7 separate regions of the Mus musculus genome follow, and all the other regions are linked to region 7. The links are chromatin contacts, called in public HiChIP or PLAC-seq and promoter capture Hi-C maps. All regions are on one chromosome and are shown on one strand. Each heading gives the region's core, a stretch centred on a gene start, on an enhancer-like site or on the middle of the called end of the contact. The rest is flanking DNA. Distances are from core to core; before and after follow the strand shown. Region 1 overlaps Dlgap2 (DLG associated protein 2). Region 2 overlaps Dlgap2 (DLG associated protein 2). Region 3 holds the start of Tmem255b (transmembrane protein 255B). Region 4 overlaps Dlgap2 (DLG associated protein 2). Region 5 holds the start of Cln8 (CLN8 transmembrane ER and ERGIC protein). Region 6 overlaps Dlgap2 (DLG associated protein 2). Region 7 holds the start of Erich1 (glutamate rich 1).

Evidence for each region. Promoter capture Hi-C pulls out the DNA fragments that hold promoters and counts their contacts. HiChIP or PLAC-seq counts read pairs in DNA pulled down with a chosen protein or histone mark.
Region 1: a contact with region 7 is called in an H3K4me3 HiChIP or PLAC-seq map of forebrain, with 7 times the contacts expected there. The contact joins the enhancer-like site here to the promoter of Erich1 in region 7. A contact is called at or near these places in 7 of 39 promoter capture datasets (the 3T3-L1 cell line, 3T3-L1-derived adipocytes, cranial neural crest and 4 more), 10 of 115 datasets of contacts at active chromatin or transcription factors (SST interneurons, VIP interneurons, astrocytes and 5 more) and 1 of 9 other capture datasets (embryonic stem cells).
Region 2: a promoter capture Hi-C map of liver shows a contact between it and region 7, with 5 times the contacts expected there. The contact joins the enhancer-like site here to the promoter of Erich1 in region 7. A contact is called at or near these places in 20 of 39 promoter capture datasets (the 3T3-L1 cell line, 3T3-L1-derived adipocytes, the C10 cell line and 11 more), 1 of 15 datasets of contacts at CTCF or cohesin (stem cell-derived epiblast-like cells), 12 of 484 Hi-C or Micro-C datasets (the HPC-7 cell line, bone marrow-derived macrophages, cerebral cortex and 7 more), 24 of 115 datasets of contacts at active chromatin or transcription factors (the NIH/3T3 cell line, VIP interneurons, astrocytes and 14 more) and 5 of 9 other capture datasets (adipose tissue, embryonic stem cells, liver and 2 more).
Region 3: a promoter capture Hi-C map of the SN4741 cell line shows a contact between it and region 7, with 4 times the contacts expected there. The contact joins the promoter of Tmem255b here to the promoter of Erich1 in region 7. A contact is called at or near these places in 8 of 39 promoter capture datasets (3T3-L1-derived adipocytes, the C10 cell line, the SN4741 cell line and 4 more), 2 of 115 datasets of contacts at active chromatin or transcription factors (both in embryonic stem cells) and 2 of 9 other capture datasets (embryonic stem cells and liver).
Region 4: a contact with region 7 is called in a promoter capture Hi-C map of embryonic stem cells, with 5 times the contacts expected there. The contact joins the enhancer-like site here to the promoter of Erich1 in region 7. A contact is called at or near these places in 12 of 39 promoter capture datasets (the 3T3-L1 cell line, 3T3-L1-derived adipocytes, cranial neural crest and 5 more), 1 of 484 Hi-C or Micro-C datasets (bone marrow-derived macrophages), 17 of 115 datasets of contacts at active chromatin or transcription factors (the NIH/3T3 cell line, VIP interneurons, craniofacial prominence and 11 more) and 4 of 9 other capture datasets (adipose tissue, embryonic stem cells, liver and 1 more).
Region 5: a contact with region 7 is called in an H3K27ac HiChIP or PLAC-seq map of embryonic stem cells, with 4 times the contacts expected there. The contact joins the promoter of Cln8 here to the promoter of Erich1 in region 7. A contact is called at or near these places in 21 of 39 promoter capture datasets (the 3T3-L1 cell line, 3T3-L1-derived adipocytes, the C10 cell line and 14 more), 1 of 15 datasets of contacts at CTCF or cohesin (large pre-B cells), 14 of 484 Hi-C or Micro-C datasets (CD4 T cells, the G1E-ER4 cell line, Sertoli cells and 8 more), 27 of 115 datasets of contacts at active chromatin or transcription factors (the NIH/3T3 cell line, astrocytes, bone marrow-derived macrophages and 15 more) and 4 of 9 other capture datasets (adipose tissue, embryonic stem cells, liver and 1 more).
Region 6: a promoter capture Hi-C map of second pharyngeal arch cranial neural crest shows a contact between it and region 7, with 4 times the contacts expected there. The contact joins the enhancer-like site here to the promoter of Erich1 in region 7. A contact is called at or near these places in 5 of 39 promoter capture datasets (3T3-L1-derived adipocytes, cranial neural crest, frontonasal cranial neural crest and 2 more), 4 of 115 datasets of contacts at active chromatin or transcription factors (embryonic basal ganglia, embryonic hindbrain, forebrain and 1 more) and 1 of 9 other capture datasets (embryonic stem cells).

The regions. Positions count from the first base shown.
Region 1 is chr8:14,739,230-14,741,929 of GRCm38.p6, reverse strand. The region is part of intron 6 of Dlgap2 (DLG associated protein 2); the gene reads right to left. Among named protein-coding and RNA genes, the nearest start is that of C030037F17Rik, 26 kb to the left of the region's middle. Within about 2 kb of position 1,264, at least 32 of the 459 cell types and tissues checked have an H3K27ac peak or open chromatin away from gene starts, as enhancers often do. A contact at or near this core is called in SST interneurons, VIP interneurons, embryonic basal ganglia and 3 more, where this site is marked.
Region 2 is chr8:14,841,562-14,844,261 of GRCm38.p6, reverse strand. Dlgap2 (DLG associated protein 2) reads right to left here. Exons shown (of 16, transcript NM_172910.3): 15 at 612-764. Among named protein-coding and RNA genes, the nearest start is that of Cln8, 46 kb to the left of the region's middle. Within about 2 kb of position 1,346, at least 22 of the 459 cell types and tissues checked have an H3K27ac peak or open chromatin away from gene starts, as enhancers often do. A contact at or near this core is called in cortical neurons and liver, where this site is marked.
Region 3 is chr8:13,434,071-13,436,770 of GRCm38.p6, reverse strand. Tmem255b (transmembrane protein 255B) reads right to left here and starts at 1,312. Exons shown (of 9, transcript NM_001143671.1): 1 at 1,104-1,312. The coding sequence starts at 1,158.
Region 4 is chr8:14,820,939-14,823,638 of GRCm38.p6, reverse strand. Dlgap2 (DLG associated protein 2) reads right to left here. Exons shown (of 16, transcript NM_172910.3): 10 at 944-1,296; 11 at 24-65. Among named protein-coding and RNA genes, the nearest start is that of C030037F17Rik, 56 kb to the right of the region's middle. Within about 2 kb of position 1,263, at least 7 of the 459 cell types and tissues checked have an H3K27ac peak or open chromatin away from gene starts, as enhancers often do.
Region 5 is chr8:14,887,253-14,889,952 of GRCm38.p6, reverse strand. It overlaps Cln8 (CLN8 transmembrane ER and ERGIC protein), which reads right to left and starts at 1,417. Exons shown (of 3, transcript NM_012000.3): 1 at 835-1,417.
Region 6 is chr8:14,668,112-14,670,811 of GRCm38.p6, reverse strand. All of the region lies in intron 4 of Dlgap2 (DLG associated protein 2), which reads right to left. Among named protein-coding and RNA genes, the nearest start is that of C030037F17Rik, 97 kb to the left of the region's middle. Within about 2 kb of position 1,256, at least 7 of the 459 cell types and tissues checked have an H3K27ac peak or open chromatin away from gene starts, as enhancers often do. A contact at or near this core is called in second pharyngeal arch cranial neural crest, where this site is marked.
Region 7 is chr8:14,088,995-14,091,694 of GRCm38.p6, reverse strand. Erich1 (glutamate rich 1) reads left to right here and starts at 1,368. Exons shown (of 6, transcript NM_001034862.2): 1 at 1,368-1,454. The coding sequence starts at 1,433.

The DNA of each region.
Region 1 (2,700 bases), core at 15-2,514, 650 kb before region 7:
TCTAGGACACTCTCTGGTCAGGTCTGAGGAAGAACACAGGCCATGGTAAGATGGCTTGGTAAAATTTTAATGACCACGGCGGCAAGGGGCATAGTGAGTATCAACAAAGAGAAAGGGGGGCAGAGAGTTTTCAATCATTTTCTCATCTGTTTACACCTTCTAAGCTTTTCTAAGTCATGTATTAGTTTTGCCAGAACCCCGAATGTCACTACATTTCCGTGGAAGCAATGCACCCCAAAGGTGATGGGCTATAGGGTGCTCAGGGTGAAAGGCTAGGGTGAGTGGGGATTCAGGGGGAAGCTGGCGATTGGTGGCCAGTACAGGCTTCTTGAGGGAGGCTCCAGGGGCCACGTAGTCTGAATCTGGCCAGTGGAATGGTGCAGGCAGAATAAACAGCACTAGAAGGGGCAGGTGGCCAGCCCCTAGGCTGGACCAGAAAAGCCTGCATTCTTCATCTCTCAGTGTGCATTCCAGGTGGTGGTCACGGGGAAGAGGACAGAGGGGGAAGATGCTAGCTGCCTCCAAAGGAGAGGCTCACACTGTGGGGTTTATGGAGAGTTTTATTTTATTTTATTTTAAGCCAAAAACATGTTTTCATAAAGAACAAGGTAAAGATTTTTTTTTCTTTCCCCAGCAGCCTACAAATTAACTAACAAATGAGACCAGCTTGTCTGTTTCTGTTTCTGATTTGAGAAGCCAATTTCACAGCCTTTGACAGAAAGAAAAAAAAAATTCAATACAGAAGGAGTGTAAAGCAACCGATTTCCAGAGCATATGCCTGGGCTATGAAAAGCCACCAAGTCTCAGTAAATAAACCTTCCCCTTATGGGGGGAAAAAAAACGCAAAATGTTAAAACCCGCAGCAGAACGCAGAGAAGTGGCCAAGTGCGCACCTGGCACTTGCATGGCGGCAGCTTCACAGCCTCAGGGAAACAAGCTAGAGGCTTCCAGCCCCTGCAGAGCCAACCCCCTGCCTCCGCTACACCAAGGCAATCAGCTACCCCGATTGCCAGCACGCAGTGGTGAACAGCATTTATAATTTCTGTAAAAGAGGGGCTCTCCTGAGATTGACATCTGCGTGAGCCGTGGCACTGTGCTTTAAACATCTTTCTTTTCAACAGGCAAGGCACAGGAGAGAGGGGCTAGAATGTCATAATAACGTCCCTTTTAGGTAAACCAAAGGGACATGCCATCTAAAGCTGTGCTCTCTCGGGGAACATTTTCCTCATTCCGTCAGCAACATGTGTGTGTGTGTTTTAAACAAGTATCAAGTACATGAGCCACGGGGGAGAGTGACAGCTGGTCCCTGCATGCCGTGAACGGAGGGCAGATGAATGGCAAGAGATCTAAGTCGAACATCCCATGGAGTTACCAGTCTTTCCACAGACCCATCTGGGGAAATTCAATTCACGCAGGGGAGTTCTTTCACACACCCAGGGGTCCAAAGATGCTTGTTTTAAGGGAGCCGTGTGTGCAACTCCACCAAGAAACAACTGCCTACATCCTGCACAAATCTGAGACAGTTTTCCTTGAGCCTTGCTATGCTTTGTATGAAAATCAGGCTTATTTGTCCTAGTTGGCAATTTTAATGAGCAATGGATTTTTTTTTCTAGAATATAACTACCATGTAAATCAAGGGGAGCGAGAAAACGTTGCTCAGTTGGCAATTTACCAGGAATTGTTTACCATTTCCAAATCCCCCAGGGCTGGCAGAGCCTTGCTGGAGTCTGAGTCCTCATTATAACACGCCTGTGTTGGTCTAATTTGTAGCTCTCCAATTACTGAGACCCTTCACTCAGAAACAAATACCAGAACACTTTATTCTGTGCAGATTTGCTAAGCCCCAACATTTTTTTTTATTAAAATACTTTTACTTAAAAGTTACTTTCTTCATTTTTTTCTCTTACATTAGAGATCAGGCCGTGAACACATATTTATCTTTCTCCCTCCATGTCCTGTATGCCCCACCCCTCAATAATGTGTATTTAAATAGGTCATATGAGTTTCATTTTAGAATACTCAGAAAAATATTGAAAGTGTTTGAATAAAGGGACACACAGTCTGATGAGTTTATGAAGAATTATAAGAGAAGAATTGGTTCTTAACCAATGCTGCGACCGTTTAATATAGTTCCTCATTTTGGGGTACACCCCAATCATAAAATTATTTTTATTGTTATTTCATAGCTATAATTTTTGCTATGGTTATGAACTGTAGTGTAAATATCTGTGTCTTCTGATGGTCTTAGGTGATCCCTGTAAAGAATTCTTTGACCCCTCCCATGGGGGTCATGACCCACAGGTTGAGAACCCCTGTCAGAGCAGGAGCATAAGGAGTATAGCTAGTATTAACTGTCCACTTGACACAATCTAGAATCACCTGGAAGGACAGTCTCAATTGAGTCATTGTTTTTATCAGGCTGTTCTTTTGGCACACCTATGAGGAATTGGTACTTAAGGTAGAAAGATCTAGCCCACTGTGGGCAGCACCATTCCCTAGGCAGGTAGTTCTAGGCTGTGTAATAAGGCTAGCTAAGCATGAGCCAGAGAATAAGCATGCAAACAAGCCAGCAAGCAGCATTCCTCTATGGTTTCTCCTGCAGTTCCTTGGCTGTGAGCAAGCCCCTTGGTAGAGATAGTAATGCATGGAATAGCAAGTAGCACTGCCTTTAGATTCCTGTCTTGAGTTCTCTCCCTGACT
Region 2 (2,700 bases), core at 97-2,596, 750 kb before region 7:
CTTGGACTGCCTTCCAGGGCTCTCCTGAGATGATGTCACCATGCAGCAGGAGCCAAATTCAGACTTAATGCAAATTTTCAGCCTATTTAAGGATGATGAAGCTCCATCAGAAGACCACACCCTCAGACTGCTCCGAAAGGTTTAAATGCAGTCACGCCCTTAGCTCCCTACATGTACCAGGTAAAGTGTATTTGGATAGAAGACAATTGTCATCTTAGCCAGACCTAAGATCTTACCTGTGGGAGATCAGCTAAATACAATCCAAACAGAAGTTGGATGAAAATGAGCCAGGATTTATCCCTGGAGGAAACGAGATTAGAGATGTAGGGATCTTTCCTGGTGTCTCTGAGATGTCTGTGTACCGGAGATAGAGCAAGACACCCACTGCTATTCTCGAACCTAGGATTCCATTCCTGGCCATTTGTGTATGTGCTTGCAATACCCCTCCTCCATCACACACACACACACACACACACACACACACACACACACACACACACACACACAATCTGTTCCTGTATTAAATGTGGAGAAATCCGCTATCATCTGGTACCGGAGCAGGCGCCAGAAGCCTACAAGCTTGGGACCACCGCATCACATGACTGCATTACCTTTCTTTCGGGTGACTCTATTATCTTCCAGTCATTGAGCTTCAGCTGGTGCAGCTCGTCAAACTTCATGCTGACATCTTCCACAGACAGCTGCAGCATATCCCAATAGCCAGCTAGATCCTGTGAGGTGGGTCTTGGCATGGCGCTGGGGTCCTGTGGAAACACAGGGACATTATGGGGGGGGTGTCTATTCTTTCTCCTTTAAGTCACTCAAGGAGAAGCCCCACACGTTTGAAACAAGGCAGGAGATTCTTCCTGACCACCTCAGCCCAGGCACATGCCAGTGGCTTACAAACACGTAGCATATCCCTTTAATGCTTCAACTTGAAAATCCTGGGGGGCGGGTAGAATGTAGCTCAGTGGTACAATACTTGCCTAGCATGTACAGACTCTCTGGGTTCCATCCTTCAAATGGTTTGCAGCTCAAGAAAGCCATAGAGCCATGTGACTTAATCAGATGGGACGGATTGCCCTGTGGGTAGGCCACTAGGATTATGGCCATTTTTTTTTTCATTGTGTTTATTTTGATGGGTCCTAGCTCTAGTTCTGAGGATTAAGCATGACTTCAAAAGGTAATGTGATTTAAGTTTTCTCCCATGGAGAGTCAAGTCAATCTCTTGAAGGAACAAAAGACTCAAGGACACCCCCTCCCACTTAACTCAGCCTGTCCAAGGGGTGCCACTCCACCATCCACAGGCAGAACCTGGGCTTCTTCTCAGCCTAAGACGAACCTCACTTCTGCACAGTGTATGGTCCAATTGGCTCCCTTTTTTTGAATTATTTATTTTATATAAATGAGTACACTGTATCTGTCCTCAGACACACCAGAAGAAGGCATCAGATCCCATTACAGATGGTTGTGAGCCACCATGTGGTTGCTGGGAATTGAACTCGGGACCTCTGGAAGAGGAGTCAGTGCTCTTAACCGTTGAGCCACCATCTCTCCAGCCTGTTTCAATGGGTTCTTACTGTGACAGTTAAGCACCGATTCTGTGTGTGGTTACCTAACTCAGTGTGAGGCTGGCTTATTCTGTAGAGTTACACAATCAACATTTGTCCAAAAGTGCTTACATTGTTCACATTTCATCAGTGGTCTGGGTTGAACATTGTTTGGTTCACAGCTGAGTGAATGCTCACGTGGAAACTATACCCGTTGGGCACCATTGCCTCTTCCCAGTTCACAGGCACTCAAGTAACAGCCTATGTCACCAGGGAGGGTCCTAGGGTAGAAGGTGAACTTTCACAATGTGAAAGTTCCATTTCCTCCTAAGTGGGGTTCAGAGCTGGGCTCTGCTGTTCGAGCCTGTTCTTCCATTGAAACACTAGATGGCGACGTCTGTCCATATGTCTGCCAAGCTAAGGCTGACTCTGGCAGTCCAAGATTTCTGTCTGATTCTGCTTGAGTGTGTGGGAGAGGGATAGCTGCATTATAGCTACATCACAAATTGCCCATGCCTGCACAGCTTGGAGAAACCTAGGAAGAGGTGTCTGTCTTTCCCTAGGGTCATTTCCTAGACTTAAGGATGGGCAAACTTCCTACAAATGTTTACTACCAGCAGTGGCCCCAGCAACCATGAACCACGGCTTTGAGAGCAAATAATATGCTCTGTCTTCCGCCTATGTCTTCTGACACTGCCCTCCAATGAGGGTCTCATAGGTCCCAAAGAGAAACCAAAAGAAAAGAAGATAGCCAACCAGATTTTTTTTTAACTTGCAAGGCTTCAAAGATGTCAGGGTGGGTCATTTCAAGGCCAAATCAGCTCCATCAGGTGCAGAAGAGGGGTGCAATTAAGAGGCTCAAGGGTGAGCTTTGTCCCCCCTGCAGAATGATCTGAACCGAGAGGCCTCAGAGGCTGTCTGGCCACCCTGAGTACAACTACACAGAATAGCATTCCTTATGATCAATCTAATCTTGCATAGGTAGTGCGCAGAGGAAGGCAGAGCCACACATAATGGCCAGACATTTATCTAGTTTCATCTCCCAAGGTCGCACACCTTCCAGATCACCCTTTAAATGTCGACAAAGCTTCATGCCAAAGGTGCCGTGTTATCATGCGAAATGTCCTGATGAACTTTAATGGGCTAACAG
Region 3 (2,700 bases), core at 63-2,562, 650 kb after region 7:
GCTTTTAAGACTCTGTCTCAATAAAAACAAACACCTCCCACAAACCATTTCAAAGTCTGGAGTTTCTTATCAGAAGAAAATTCAGGTGTAAACCAAGTCACCCTAACATAACAGCATTGGCAGCTGGAAACATAACAGCTGCTGGTCAACGCTAGCTATCAGCTAGGAGAATGAACGGATGACCACAGAGCAACTGGCCTTACAGAAGAGAAGGTACGGCAGTCTCTCTCAGAAAGAAGCCAGACTCCTCCTCCTCCTCTTCATCATCATCATCATCATCATCATCATCATCATTATTATTAAACAGCACTAACCAATCAGACTACCCAGAAGTTTTTCCACCAGGGTTTCCAACGATCACCAGGGGTTCTGAAAGGATCATCAAGAGCCACCCCCACCCATTCTGACCTAATCCCTTAATCCCACAGCAGAGGGTCACCATGTAAATCTCCCCCACCCTCTGCCCTGCAGGAACAATGGCCCGCATCCCTCCAGGGTCAGGCTGCCTCCCAGAAGAGCACCCATGCTTAAGCGGCTGGAGCCAGAGCTTGCACCAGGTTTCCTGTTTTCCCAGACGGACCTGGCTTTCAGCTGTGTCGGGCTTGATTCGGGAAAGGGAACAATTAGAGATGGAGAGGCTGGGGTGTGAAGCGGGTGGAAGCCCTCGCTGGTTCCAACTCTAAAATCCCTGAGCACCTTTCCCTGCCCCCCTCAGGCAGGATGTGCTCCCTGGTTCTTTCAAACATTTCCCTGAAAAGTTTAGAAACTGAAAGAAATGCAGTAGGGCTGGAAAGGTGTTGGTCTGGGATTTAACCGCTTATAAGGACTTGGGTCTGTTAACAAAAAGATAACACGGGGGACAGAAACAGAAGGGGAGAGTGGATAGGTCAGTGTGGAGAAGGATGAGGCACCAATGGATAGGTGATCTGTACCACATGAAACCAGACCTAGTCCCAGCCCCAAACCCCAAAGGAGTCCTGTGCCCAGAGTCCTGAGCTGTGCAGGTAGTTCCCCTCTTAGAGCTGCTAGAAACTTGTAACCCAGCTCCCGGGTCCCCAAATTGCCTGCCAGCGGCAGAGATACCAACGATGCCCTTAGCTAACCTGTGGTGTCCAGCAGAGCCAGAGGGCCTGGCACGGGCGGTGGGAGCGGCTGCATTCCCGAAGTGCCCTCCACTGGGAGGGCAGTGCCCCGAAGCTCCTCCTGCCCGGTGATTAGGTTTCAGAGTCCCAGCAGTTTCAAGAAATGCAGCCCTGTGTCCGCTCTCCTCTACTCCACCGCGCTTCTTTCTACCTCTCCTTTGGTCATTTCCCTTCTCCCTCCACCTCCCCTCTGCCCCCACCATCTCCTACACCTCCCTTCCTCCCTCCAAGGTCCTGGTGCCTGCCAGCAGCTCCTCCTTCTCTTCTCCCCCTCCTTTTTCTCCTCCCCCCTCTTCCCCTTCCAGTCTCTAGTCCCTGGAAATTAAGAGTCTAAGAAAAGACCCACCGACCCACCCACCGAGCCAGTGAGAAAGAATGTACCTGAAGAAACACTGTAGACCGCTGGCCTGAGCCCAACGCTCGGTCAGAGGTGGCCCCGCAGACCAAGGACTGGGTGGCTCAGGTGGAGGGAAACAGAAAGACAGCAGGTGCAGAGCAGGAATTCTCCACACAGCTGGAAAGGACTCAAGCCCCGCCTACTTCAGACCCCCAGCTGAGCCCTCCCGCATCAATCATTAAGAAAATGCTCTACAGACTTGCACACAGGTGATGTGATGGACCGAGGCATCTTCTCAGTTGGGGTTCGGGGGAAGGGGGTCTGCATATAGCATGGAAACTCAGGTTCTGTTGTGAGCATGCCCCAACCCAGCAGCTAAAGTTCAGAGTGAAGGCTGCTATGGGAAGCCAGAGAGGGGCTGCAAGAAAACAGGCAAGCAGACTGGGCATGTCTTATTTAAGTTCCTTAGTTAAGTTCCTGTTGCTTCAATAAAGACACCATGGCCAAAAGCAGCCTGGCAAGGAAAGAGCTCCTTGGGCTTATATGTCTGATCACAGTCCACCATTGGAAGAGCCAAGGCAGGTACGGAAGCAGCAACCACGGACAGGCTCTGCTTACTGGCTTGTGTCTCATAGTTTGCTCAGTCTGCTTTCTTAGACCACCCAAGACCACCTACTCAGGGGTGGCACCTCCCCCAGTGAGCTGGGCCCTTCCACACCAGTCCTTAACTCAGAAAATGCTCAGTAGTCTTGCCCACAGGTGATAGGACAGAGGCAGTTTCTCAGGTGATATTCCTCTTCTAAGATTACTCTAGCTTGGGTCAAGTTGGCAAAAAACTAACCAAGACGGAGTACCATGCATGGCAGCAGTAGGGGAAAGTAAGTCTTTTAAAGACTATTAATGCATTGCTTAAAAGGTTTTGAGAACCAGGAGTATAGTACTCAATGGTGAAGTGCTTACATAGCTCAGTGTTATAGTAGTTACACAGTTCCATAGTAGGGTGCTTACATAGCTCAGGGGTAGAGTACTTACACAGTTCCATAGTAGGGTGCTTACATAGCTCAGGGGTAGAGTACTTACACAGTTCCATAGCAGAGTGCTTACATATAACTCAGTTGTAGGGTACTTACACAGTTCTTTAGTAGAGTGCTTACGTATAACTACTCAGTGGCAAAATGCATACACAGTTCCATAGTAGAGTGCTTAAATAGCTCAGTGGTA
Region 4 (2,700 bases), core at 14-2,513, 730 kb before region 7:
ATTTGGAGAGGGTTGGTACTTACATCTGACCTTGGGTAGGGTTGATGATCGGGGAATTCAGAATCCTAAAAAAACCAACGAAGCCACAGTGTGGAGACCTGGCTCAAGGACCCAGGCCAGTGGGCCGACACCCCCCTGGGTTTCTTCCTGTCCCCCCAGTCCTATGTGGAACCAACCCTTCCAGCTCTGTGAACTTCCTCCTTTGCAGGATGTATGTGTGGAGAATTAATCACTATGATTTTAAAACCTGCCACACAGGCTGAGCTGAGGCGCAGAAGCAAGAGGCAAACCTACGTTGGCAAAGCTTGGCTTCCGCAACTGTGTCTGCTAGGGCTTAGAGGAGGTCACCTGATGCCGTTTGTGAGACAGAGCCCTATTTTTTGTATTATGTGTGCTTCAATGCACCTGAGTCAAGCTCTCTGAGTCAACTGAGGAGTGGGAGGGCCAGCCAGGCTTGGAGCAGGGAGGATAATGGGATGGTGGGATACCCTTGCACGGCTGACACTACAGGATACTGCTCCTGTGTGTAGAGGCCTCTGGGACAGAAGGCCAAGAGGAAGAGCCCAGCTGCACACTGTTCCAGTTGGTCACATGCTCAACTCACAGCACTTGGGTCTGTCTGCCTCTTTATTCCCAATACTCCACGAGGGCTGATGTGTTTTCAACAAGTTCATCACCCCTGTTATAGACATCTGGACAACCTCTCCAAACCATCTTCCTAGCTGTCAGTCCTGAGGACCATTAGGTAGTGTGTGTGAGGGAAGTACATGAGTCTCACCTCCCTGGGCTCTGTCCTGGGGTCTCTCATGCTGTGGCAGGCACATATGGTCTCTCAGCATCATTTACTGCCCTGCTTCTGTTAAGGGGCCAAACACTTGGGGCTGTGACTTGGTTTTTGACTCAGCCTGTGCAGGCGCCAGGGAGGGTGGTCAAGGGAGAGTACCTGGACCCCGATGGAGGAGCAGCGACTTTTCAGGAGCTCTTCAGCCTTGGATGCCAGGACCGCCTTGTCGATGCTCCGTGTGGAGCTGCTCTGGGTGTCCGCCGCGTGGCGCTGGGCTGCAGCTGTTTCCAGAGCCAAATTCATGGCCTTGTTGCTGTCTAGACTGTCCATGGAGTTGTAGAGGCCGCCACGGCTATCTTGGGGCCAGGGGGACATCCTCTGGGCACGGCTGTCCTGGTAGGCATCCTGTGTCGATTCCGTGCTGCTCTGGGCCGTCACAGAGATCAGAGGCTTGGAGGTGGTCCGTGGAGGCACCGGGGGAGGCGTCTTCTTGTAATTTGTGTAGGAGACAGCTGTAAGAGAAGAAGGCCTAGTCAGGGGAAATCCTCCATTGAGCTGGTCTACAGCTCTGATACGCAGCTCAGTTAGGCTGTTTCTGGGCATCTGGCCCGAAAAAGTCAGGCGAGTGGACAAGATTCTGTTGTATTTAAAGATATCTGTATGGATATATGTGTAACAAAAGGAAAATCATAAAAGCACCTAAAGAATCTAGCATATAAGTTAAAAAATGTGTGTGTGTGTGTGGGTGTGCATGTGTGTGAGTGTGCATGTGTGTGAGTGAACATGTGTGTAAGAAAATGTATGTGCGTGTGTGAATGTATGTGTGAGTGTGCATGTGTGTGTGTGCGCGCATCTGAATGTAAGTATGTGTGAAAATGTATGTGTGTGTGTGTATGTGTGAAACAGAACACTTCTATACCACTGATTTCATGAAGGTCACCATGTTGTGCCAACACCCCTTTTACCACACCAGGTGAGGGAAGCAGGCGGGGTCCCAAATCAGAGACAAACATGAAATGCACACATAGGGAATCACTGGTGTGAGAAACCAGGGCACATTGAAAATGTCAGTCACATTTATTGCACAGTGAGTGACAGTATTTGCAATTTTCTCTCTTCTGATTGTATTTCCTACATTTCTTCATAATGAGTAGCTGTTATTTAACACTCACAAATAAAGTGAAGTGAGCTCACCATGGCAGCACATAATGCCGATGAGTGGGAATGCAGTTTAAAGGGAACGGTGGCAAGAGTCAGGAGAGAAGCTGGTAGAGAGAGAGAGGCCTTTGGTCCTGTGAAGGCTCCACAGATGCCCCAGTGTAGGGGAATCGAGGGCAGGGAGGTGGGAGTGGGTGGGTGGGTGGAGGAACACCCTCATAGAAGCAGGGGGAGGGAGGATGGGATAGGGGGTTTGTGGGAGGGGAGAAACTGGGAAAGGGGATAACATTTGAAATGTAAATAAAGAAAATATCCAATAAATAATAATAATAATAACAATGATAATAATAATAATAATTTAAAAAGAAGCTGGTTGAGAGCTGGGTGTCACAAATCAGGCTAAGTTTTTTTCTGCCACAGAAAAAGTACCTTGAATCCCCCCTTTCCTTTCCTTTTCTTTTATTCACACACACACACACACACACACACACACACACACACACACACACATAATAGAAAAGAGATTTTCTTTGAGTTTTTTTTTTTTGTTGTTAATGTGGATCTATCTAAAGAGAGTTATTAAACTAAAAGCATTCCACATTTTCAGATTCAGAGATGTGCATGGTGAGATTCTTGCTCCACCCACTGCTCTCTGTGTCTCCACCCACTGCTCTCTGTGTCTCCACCCACTGCTCTCTGTGTCTCCACCCACTGCTCTCTGTGTCTCCACCCACTGCTCTCTGTGTCTCCACCCACTG
Region 5 (2,700 bases), core at 168-2,667, 800 kb before region 7:
GACTTATTTACCTATCCACTAACTATCCTAGCCGGATTCTCCAGATTCTCACTATCCGAAGAGATTCGGTCCTGAATAGCACAGGGAGAGCTTTCAAGGTCTAGGAGCTTTGTTTCCATAACAACTAGCACCTAGAGGCTAGGGCGGGTCTACCAGAGCTTGGGTGGGTGTAGTGGAATCTCATATTTTCAGAATATCTGAGGTTTCCTTAATCATAGCCTTTCCCACTCTTCCTAGAGAAAAGTTTAAATAAAAAAATACAAAACACGGGAACAAGTCCAGTGTATAGCTACAGATTTCATACATAAACACGGTCAGAAAACAAATATCGATACCGACATGAATTCAAACAGTACTTAGGAGCAGCCACCTACTCTGTCATTCCGACGACTCTGAAAGCCTTCTAAAAGGGCTTAGGCACCCTTTTCTAAGGCAGCAGCACCCTAGCCCCAGGACCTCCCACGGTGTGCTGAGAGCTAGGGGTCCTTCCTATTCCCGCTCCCCTTCACTAAGTGCTGACACCACCCAGTCCTACCTCGCGGAGATCTGACCAACATCGCCTTTCACCCTCTGGTCCCATGATGATCCACACTCAAGTTCCTCATCCCCTAGCACTGTACAGACCTAGCCCAGCGACCGTGGTCCATCACTTTGCTGCCCCAAGTTCTCTTGCGACCCAGGTCGACCTATCCAGTCGGACCCAGTCTGAATCGTCCACCCGCGCCCACGGTGGCCCAGGACCTATACACCAAATGGAATGCTTCCTCCTCGGGTGGCCAAGCAAAGACTGCGCTGCTGCAGGCAGGTGTATACAGGGTGCCCTTCACGTCTCACCTGCATTCAGGTGAGCAGAAGGGGGGCGCCGCCTCTTGGTCCATCAGCTGCTTAGACTCGCTGTCCCAGGAGCTCCTGAGCCGTAGACACACCTCGTGACCGGAGCCAGATAGAATACCGGTCGCTGAGTGGCACTGGAGACTAGGGCCCCACGCCCATCTGTGTCCCCGCCTCAGCTGGGCACCCCGCTTTCAGGCCATCCCGCCCCTAGCACCGGAGAAATCACCCACGACAGTGTCGCGCGCTGAGCAAACACTATCCACTGCGCACGCGCACTGCTGAAGCCCTAAGCCTCGCCTCCCTAGGACGCTACCAAGGTAGACTCGGGGGGCACGAGTTGGGGTAGGATCATCCCATCCAGCGCCATGGGGGTGCCTGGAGCAGGCTACACAGTTCGCAGCGCGCTATGCTAGATTTGACTATCGTAGCTCAAGTTGGTGCTGGGACCTTAAGAGTGGTACGGAGGGATCAGTGGAGGAATTCCTCAACCCCCACCCCAACTGACCTTCCACGATCCTCTGTGTGGACCGTCCCCCAAGACCCTCCTACGTACACCCCTTCACTCCCTGTCCCTTCCCTCTTTCCTAAGTCCCTAAGGCCTCTGACGTCAGAGCGCAGAGGTGAAACGCAAGCGCACGCGTCTCCTGGTTGGTGCTGCCAGAGCTCCAGGCGACTGCATGGAGTCGAAAAACTTGCTCAGGCCGACAAAATGGACCGCACTGTGTCCCTTGCTACAGCAGCATTGTCTTCCAGGCGGTGGTAACCAGCTCCTGTCTGCACAAGTACAGTTCGGGCTTACGGTCCCTTAGGAAAAGGTGGCTGTGAGGCGTGTGCAGAGCTACCCTGTGCTCCTGCTAAGAGCCGAAGCTAATTCAGAGCCAGCATTATGAGAAGAGCAAAGACCTCCCGACCCATTCCATGTACCTACTAACCAAGCGGGGCTGGTAGGGTAGCGGTGAGAGGTGCGGAATCAGTCCCCTCTCTCTGAGCAGATAATCAGCACTTAGTACCCTCATCTACCTAGCATAGCAGGAAAACCAACCTGGCTCGGGATTCACGTCTGGCCTCAGCACTCCTTGTGCAATGTCTGCTAGTCAGGTGCTTGCAATTGCCTGGCCCTTATCTAGACAGGGCAATTGCCCACCCTACCCTGGATTGCAGACAGGTGGCCACATAACAGAGTCCTCCCTAGAGCCCTTTATCATACCATATCTTGATAATTAACAAGATAGCTGGTTTAAAAGACTAGAAGGAATAGCGTCCTGTACATACCCACCCTCCTGGTTCTGATATTGTCTCTGAACACCCAGGAATTGCAACATAGTTAACCAGGCCACCTGCAGAAATACCTTTGAGAAACATCACACAAGATGGATAGAATGGCTAATGAGCTGTGACTTCAGCCCTGTGCCCCTGTGACTTGTGATAAGGGTCCCTTTACAGCAAAGATTTTACACCGACGTTCAAGTTCTGTTATTTTCCTGAGGTTTCATCAATATTTGGTGCACCCCAGAGTCCATGGTTGGCACCTTAGTTTTTCCACTTGGCTGGTATGAGCAATAACATAGTTTCAAGACCACCCTAAGCTGCTTGAAACCCTGTGTCAAAATAACAAGAGAGATCTGGGTGTGTAAACAGCGTTTAGTAATACTGACCTTTGGCCAGGTGGAGATAGGAAGGTCAGGGGTTAAAGGTCATCTTCAGGGAAGGAGTTGATTTTAAGGTCAGCCTGGGTTAGACTGTTTACAAACACACCTTTCCTATCTGACCGCAGTTCCTGCATCATCACCTGCAAGTTTGCACCCCAGGCACTGTTTCCATCTGGCCAGCCTGGCTGGATGTCTCCTCTAAGCCCTCCTTAAGCCT
Region 6 (2,700 bases), core at 7-2,506, 580 kb before region 7:
AGAATAGAGTGAAGTCAGTCTAAGAGAAAGGGCACATGGGCTAAGGATGGGAAGGCCATTAAGGAAAGAATAGTCAAGTATGTATGCTGTAACTGCAATGGTGCCTCCACAAGTCCTCAAGCACAGACATGGAGTTATAGAATTAGATACTCGTTCTTCTGAATTTTGGCCTTCTTTGGGTCCCATTTTTCCTATTGATACCTCCATGCCTCCCTTTTGGAATGGAAGTATTTAATCTGGCCCATTGAATATGGCTCATATGTAACTCTTAGCTGTTAGCTAAGAGTTGTCTTGAGCCTCACTGAGAGGAGTCCTTGAACTTACGTTTTCTGAATAACAATGGAACTGTTAAAACTTTGTGGACTCATAGAGACATGCCAAATCCATTTGTGCATCAGAGACAGAGGTAAGCCTTTGTTTGGGTCAAGCTGACAAGGACTTTACAATTGGCTAACTTCCATTGTCGACTCCGTTAGATTTAGAATCACATAAGAGACAGTTGAGCACACATCCAGGTGTGATAGTTAGGGGTTCGCAGAGGAGACCAATTGAGGGAGGAATATATCATGTCCCGAGGTCCTTGACAGAATAAGAGGCAGAAAGAGGAAAGCTAATAGAAATCTGGCATTCTTCTCTCCGCCCTCTTGTTGAAGTGATGCGAACAGCTGTTTCCTACCACATACTCCTGATGTCATGATGTCTTTCCCAAGACATGATGCCCAGAGATAATGGAATGAGATCCTCTGGATCCATGAGCCAAATGAGCCCCCTTCCCTTCCCTTCATTTGTTTCTTCCAGGTGCTTTGTCATGGAGTATAAAAATAACTACCATGCTGCAGAGTAAATAGTACAATGACAGAGCCCGCCATCGCAATGAGGCCCATGATACCCAACACCAGTGAAGCATATTCTCATTCTGTGTGAGACTCCGAGCTCCATACGACCTTTGTATGTGACTCACCTATCACCTCAGCTAGGGGGTTCTCTTTGGTTCCAGGTCATAGATTGAGCATGTGAGATGGAGAAGGTACATGTCTATGTCCAGAAGGACATACAGAGGCCCAGGGATACCTGGACGTCCACCCGCCAGACACAGCCCAGGGGTTCATGGGGTTGGAGCATGGCTTGCCCTTGAGAAGGAAGCTATTGCCAAGTTTCATTTCTGAAATGAAAGCAGCTATTATCTGTTGAAAGACTTCTATGAATCAAGTCCATTATACCATGAGCTCATAATAACTCTCAGATGTCGACATGACCCCGCTCGTGAAATGAGGAAATTGTAGTCTAGCAAGGGCAGAGGAACTTGGACCCGGGGGCAGTGTGAGAAAAGGTGCAGAGCAAAGTGCTATCCCCAAGACTCTTTTTAGCCTCTCTCTGCAGTTAGCTCAGAGGGGATTACTCTCCAGGTTTCTTGCCTCACAGTGAGGCTGGCTCTGCATCCCATCCTATAAGAAGAAAAGATGGCAGAATATATTAGAGTAAGGCTTTCCTAGGTATTTTGGAAATATGAAGAGTGTAGCTTTTCAGCTAGATGAAGCTATAGGTTTTGGCCAGTACAATCGGTTGGGTAACCACACCATTGTCACAATCCAGCATATCCCAGAAACCTCCTTGCATATTTTTTTGATAGTTGGTTTCCAAGGAGGTAGATATTATTATTATTATTATTTTTTTTTTCAAGAATGTAGGCTGGAAGCTCATTACCCATAGCTTTCTGTTTCTTGAAAGCATCCCCCACTGCAGGCTTTCCAGCCTCCTATAGAGTGTGTGTGTGTCCATGCTCCGTGGATCATTCATCTACTGGACTGAATAGAGCAGCGTATTTGCCTACCTTTCATCTACCAAAGGACAGCGGGTGGTTTGCAGCTGGTGCTTAGGGATACAGTTAACTTCAAGCCGTCACACAAGCAAGCTTCTTTTGCAGTGGTGGTATTGATGACTGCAGTATCATAATTGAGAATGAGAGACATTGAAGGCTTCTGTGACAACCTCCCACCCCAGCTAAAAAGAAACAGTCTAGACAGGAAGCCACTGAAGAGAGTCCTTTAAAATTATGATAAAAAACGCTGAAGTATATCTCTTCACAGTTGATGAGTTCTGGCAGGGGGCAGGAAAGAACTCAGTTATCTTTAAGGAGCAGGGCACTGAGAGTTTGACCATGCTCCAATGAGTATACGGGCAATGCAAATTGGGGTTGGTATATTTTTCTCTTTTGGGGGGTGGTGGTAGTGGTACTGAGCATGCAAGGGCAAGGGCAGGAGACTATACCTGGGAGGATTGGGGTGTGAGTGTGATTGGGGTGTACTCTATAAAATCTGCAAAGCAAATATTCAATAAAAATATTATATTGGAAATAAACAGTTTTGTATAGCCATGCCTTGCTTTGTTGAAGATTAAGCATCTGGGAAGGGAACTGGACCACACACTTAGAGCATCTTAAACTCTGGGTCCACTTTCCTTGCTGTGGATGCCATCTGGCTTCCTGGTTTCCATCCATGGTTCCCCTTGGCAGGATCTATTCCAATACTGGTTTAACAAGTTCGGTTTTCTGCATCGTCCTCATAGCCGGCCACTGACTGTGTCTCTGTACTTAATTTGGAGAAAATACATGTGGAGCCTAAGTCCAGAAGCCTCACGAAGCTGGGTTATTATTTACATGGTTTCCCTCATGAACTCAGTGTGGTCTGTCCCCACAGTTCC
Region 7 (2,700 bases), core at 119-2,618:
GGCAATGGGCTAGCAATGGACTTTTGCTTCATCTGCTACAACCTCCTTTTAACCGAGAGACAGAAGCCACTTCCTTGACATTTACATTGGGTCATTTCACTTCGAAGCTCAATGCATCAATTTTACACATCTCCGTTTGAAGTTGCTTCTTCCATGATCTTTACCAGTAAAGTAGAAGAAAGCAGCAGAGACCTATTATTAAATACTGATTTATTGATTCATTTCATGACTTATTCAAAGCACTGCTTGTCCTGCTTATTTGACAAGCATGTCTTTACTGGCTACTTGGAACATAACGACCTGGAGAAATAGCAGAAACATTGGGCTATGTTACCCTTAACAACCTGCTGACTGCCTCTTAGGCATCTGTAAAATTTCGCTTGCTTGCCCACCCCACCTTGTGGTTTTAGAGTATAAAACGCAAACAACAGACTGGAGCCCAACCAAGCCTTTCAGGAGCAACCCTGGCTTGAGTCCATCTGCGACATCTCTTCGCTTCTACTCTCACTGATGTCCGAGTGAGTGTTCCAGAGAGTCCTGCAATAGCAACAACCGCGCGCCTTCTCTCCTTCCAGATCCAAACCTGCGTTAGATAGGCTCTAAAAATGTTTTGAGCATTCTCTTCATAACATCAGGTCTTCCTCTTTCATCTTCTCAAAGATGAAACCCAAATCATTTGCTCCTGCATTATTTCCCTTCAAAGAGCCCATCTCTTTGGAATATGGTCCTTACAGTCTTCTTGGTCATGCTCCTCTATCTGACCTTTCATGAACGTTACCACCAGCTTGCAGACCATGTAGGAACTTGGCAGTCATGTTTCTGAAGACGCAGTTCAAGGGTGAAGACTCAATGTCAACAGGGAACAAGGGCTCCAGCGCGGTAACACAGCTGGTCTAAAAGCAAAGTGGAAGACGACACAATGAGAGGGATTCGTAGACGCGAAACAGATGGGAGCATCTCCAGCCGTGCAGCGGTACAACTGGCAGACGTGGTGAGGGGCGCGCGGAACGGATTGCAGGTGTCTGGGGAACCTTGCCTTGCTTCAAGCCTCCAGACCTTCCTTCTCTCCTCAGCAACCTTTCTCCAGCTTGCACTCCAAGTTCCGCAAGTGTGCAGAGCCGGTACTGTCCCCAGCTGTGTCTTGGCCCACGTCCATCACAGGGGCAAACCGCAAACCACAGGAGCAGAGCTTTCAGGCCGTCTGCCTTCCGCGCAGGCTCCAGAGCCAGGCTCCTAGAGGCAGAGTTTAAGCCACGCCCGGGCCGCATACGAACCAATCCGCCCCCGAATATGGATGATTGACATCCAGCGGCGGGGAATTCGGGTCCGGATTAGGCACTCCTAATATTGTGGGCGGGCCTACACGAGAGGAATCCGGAAGCGCCGCGCGACTGGTGGCGGCTGGGGCCAGAGATCCCGGCTGGGGTCCAGTATGTCTTCTCTTCGGAAGCAGGGTAGGCAGGAAGCGCGGAACGCGAACGGAGACTGGATCCGAGATACCCAGGGGTGGCGGACGTGGTAGGCTGATGGCCCTGAGCACTGAGGGATCGTAGGGGCTACAGGGACCTTGAGTGTCTAGGGCAAGATGGGACATGCTGGGCCCTGAGGTACCCTTCTTGTGGTGGCTTCCCCTTCCTGCTGGCTGGGTCTGGCGCTGTCGCAGCTTTTAGGGGCCTTCGTTCTCCCTGGACCACACTAGTGGAGCAGAGGCCTCACCGGACTCTGGGATCTTCTTTGCTGGGGCGGAGCTGGCGCGTGGGGATGGGGATTGGGGTGGTGGGTGGAGGACACAAGACCTAGAGTCTGGAGGATTGCCTTTACCTAGGGCAGCCAGGCCTGCAGTCATCTCTGGGTTAGTACCCTGAGGTCCTGAAGTGCAGTTCATGTGATAGGAGTAGAGAATATGAGACTTTTCTGTGTTTAAAACATGCTTCTCTCTTGTGAAATGGGAGGGAGGTGGAGGAGACGGCTAGTGGCAACTGTATATAGTTAATAAGTATCTGCTTAAAAAGCAGGAAACTAATTTCTCTGCAAGCAAGAAAACCATGAACAAATTAGTATAGTCCCCATCCTTAACTAGCGACTTTCCACTTCAGCCTCAGTGACTTAAGTTTCATCAAACTTTATGGGGGTGGGGCGGGGGGGGGGGTTGGAAGTAAGATGATCTCAGGGATCAGAAAGGACAGATATAACCCTTTCAAAACAGTCTGATCTGATGTTGTGTTTCAAGATGAACATAAGTGTTCTTTACTGAGCAGCAAAACCTTTTTCTAATCCTTGCAAGGAAGAGGATACAAACACTTTATAGGTTCAGCTGTTTCCTGGGTTGACGCCACACCCTGTGCTTTCTCTTCTTGAATTCCCTTCTATGTTCGAGATGCTTCAAAACTTGGCATTAAATGCAAGGAATTATATCATCTATAAAGCACCTCGCCAACTTTAAGACTCTTTTTAACCTCAGTAAATTAAGGTAAAATGCAGGAAAGCTTTTGGTCGTTTTAATCAGACACTAAACTACTCTCTGAAAACAGTCTCTTTTTCTGTTGAAGAGACTATATGACAGAATTATCAGGTAAAATGTAAATAGTTGAAGGATACTGTGTTTTCCAAAGAGTGGGGCTTGTGAACCCAAAACATAAACCTGGAAGTAGGCATTTAAGCCTGAGAAGGCCAGCTAGGATGCCTCATGGTGGTTATATG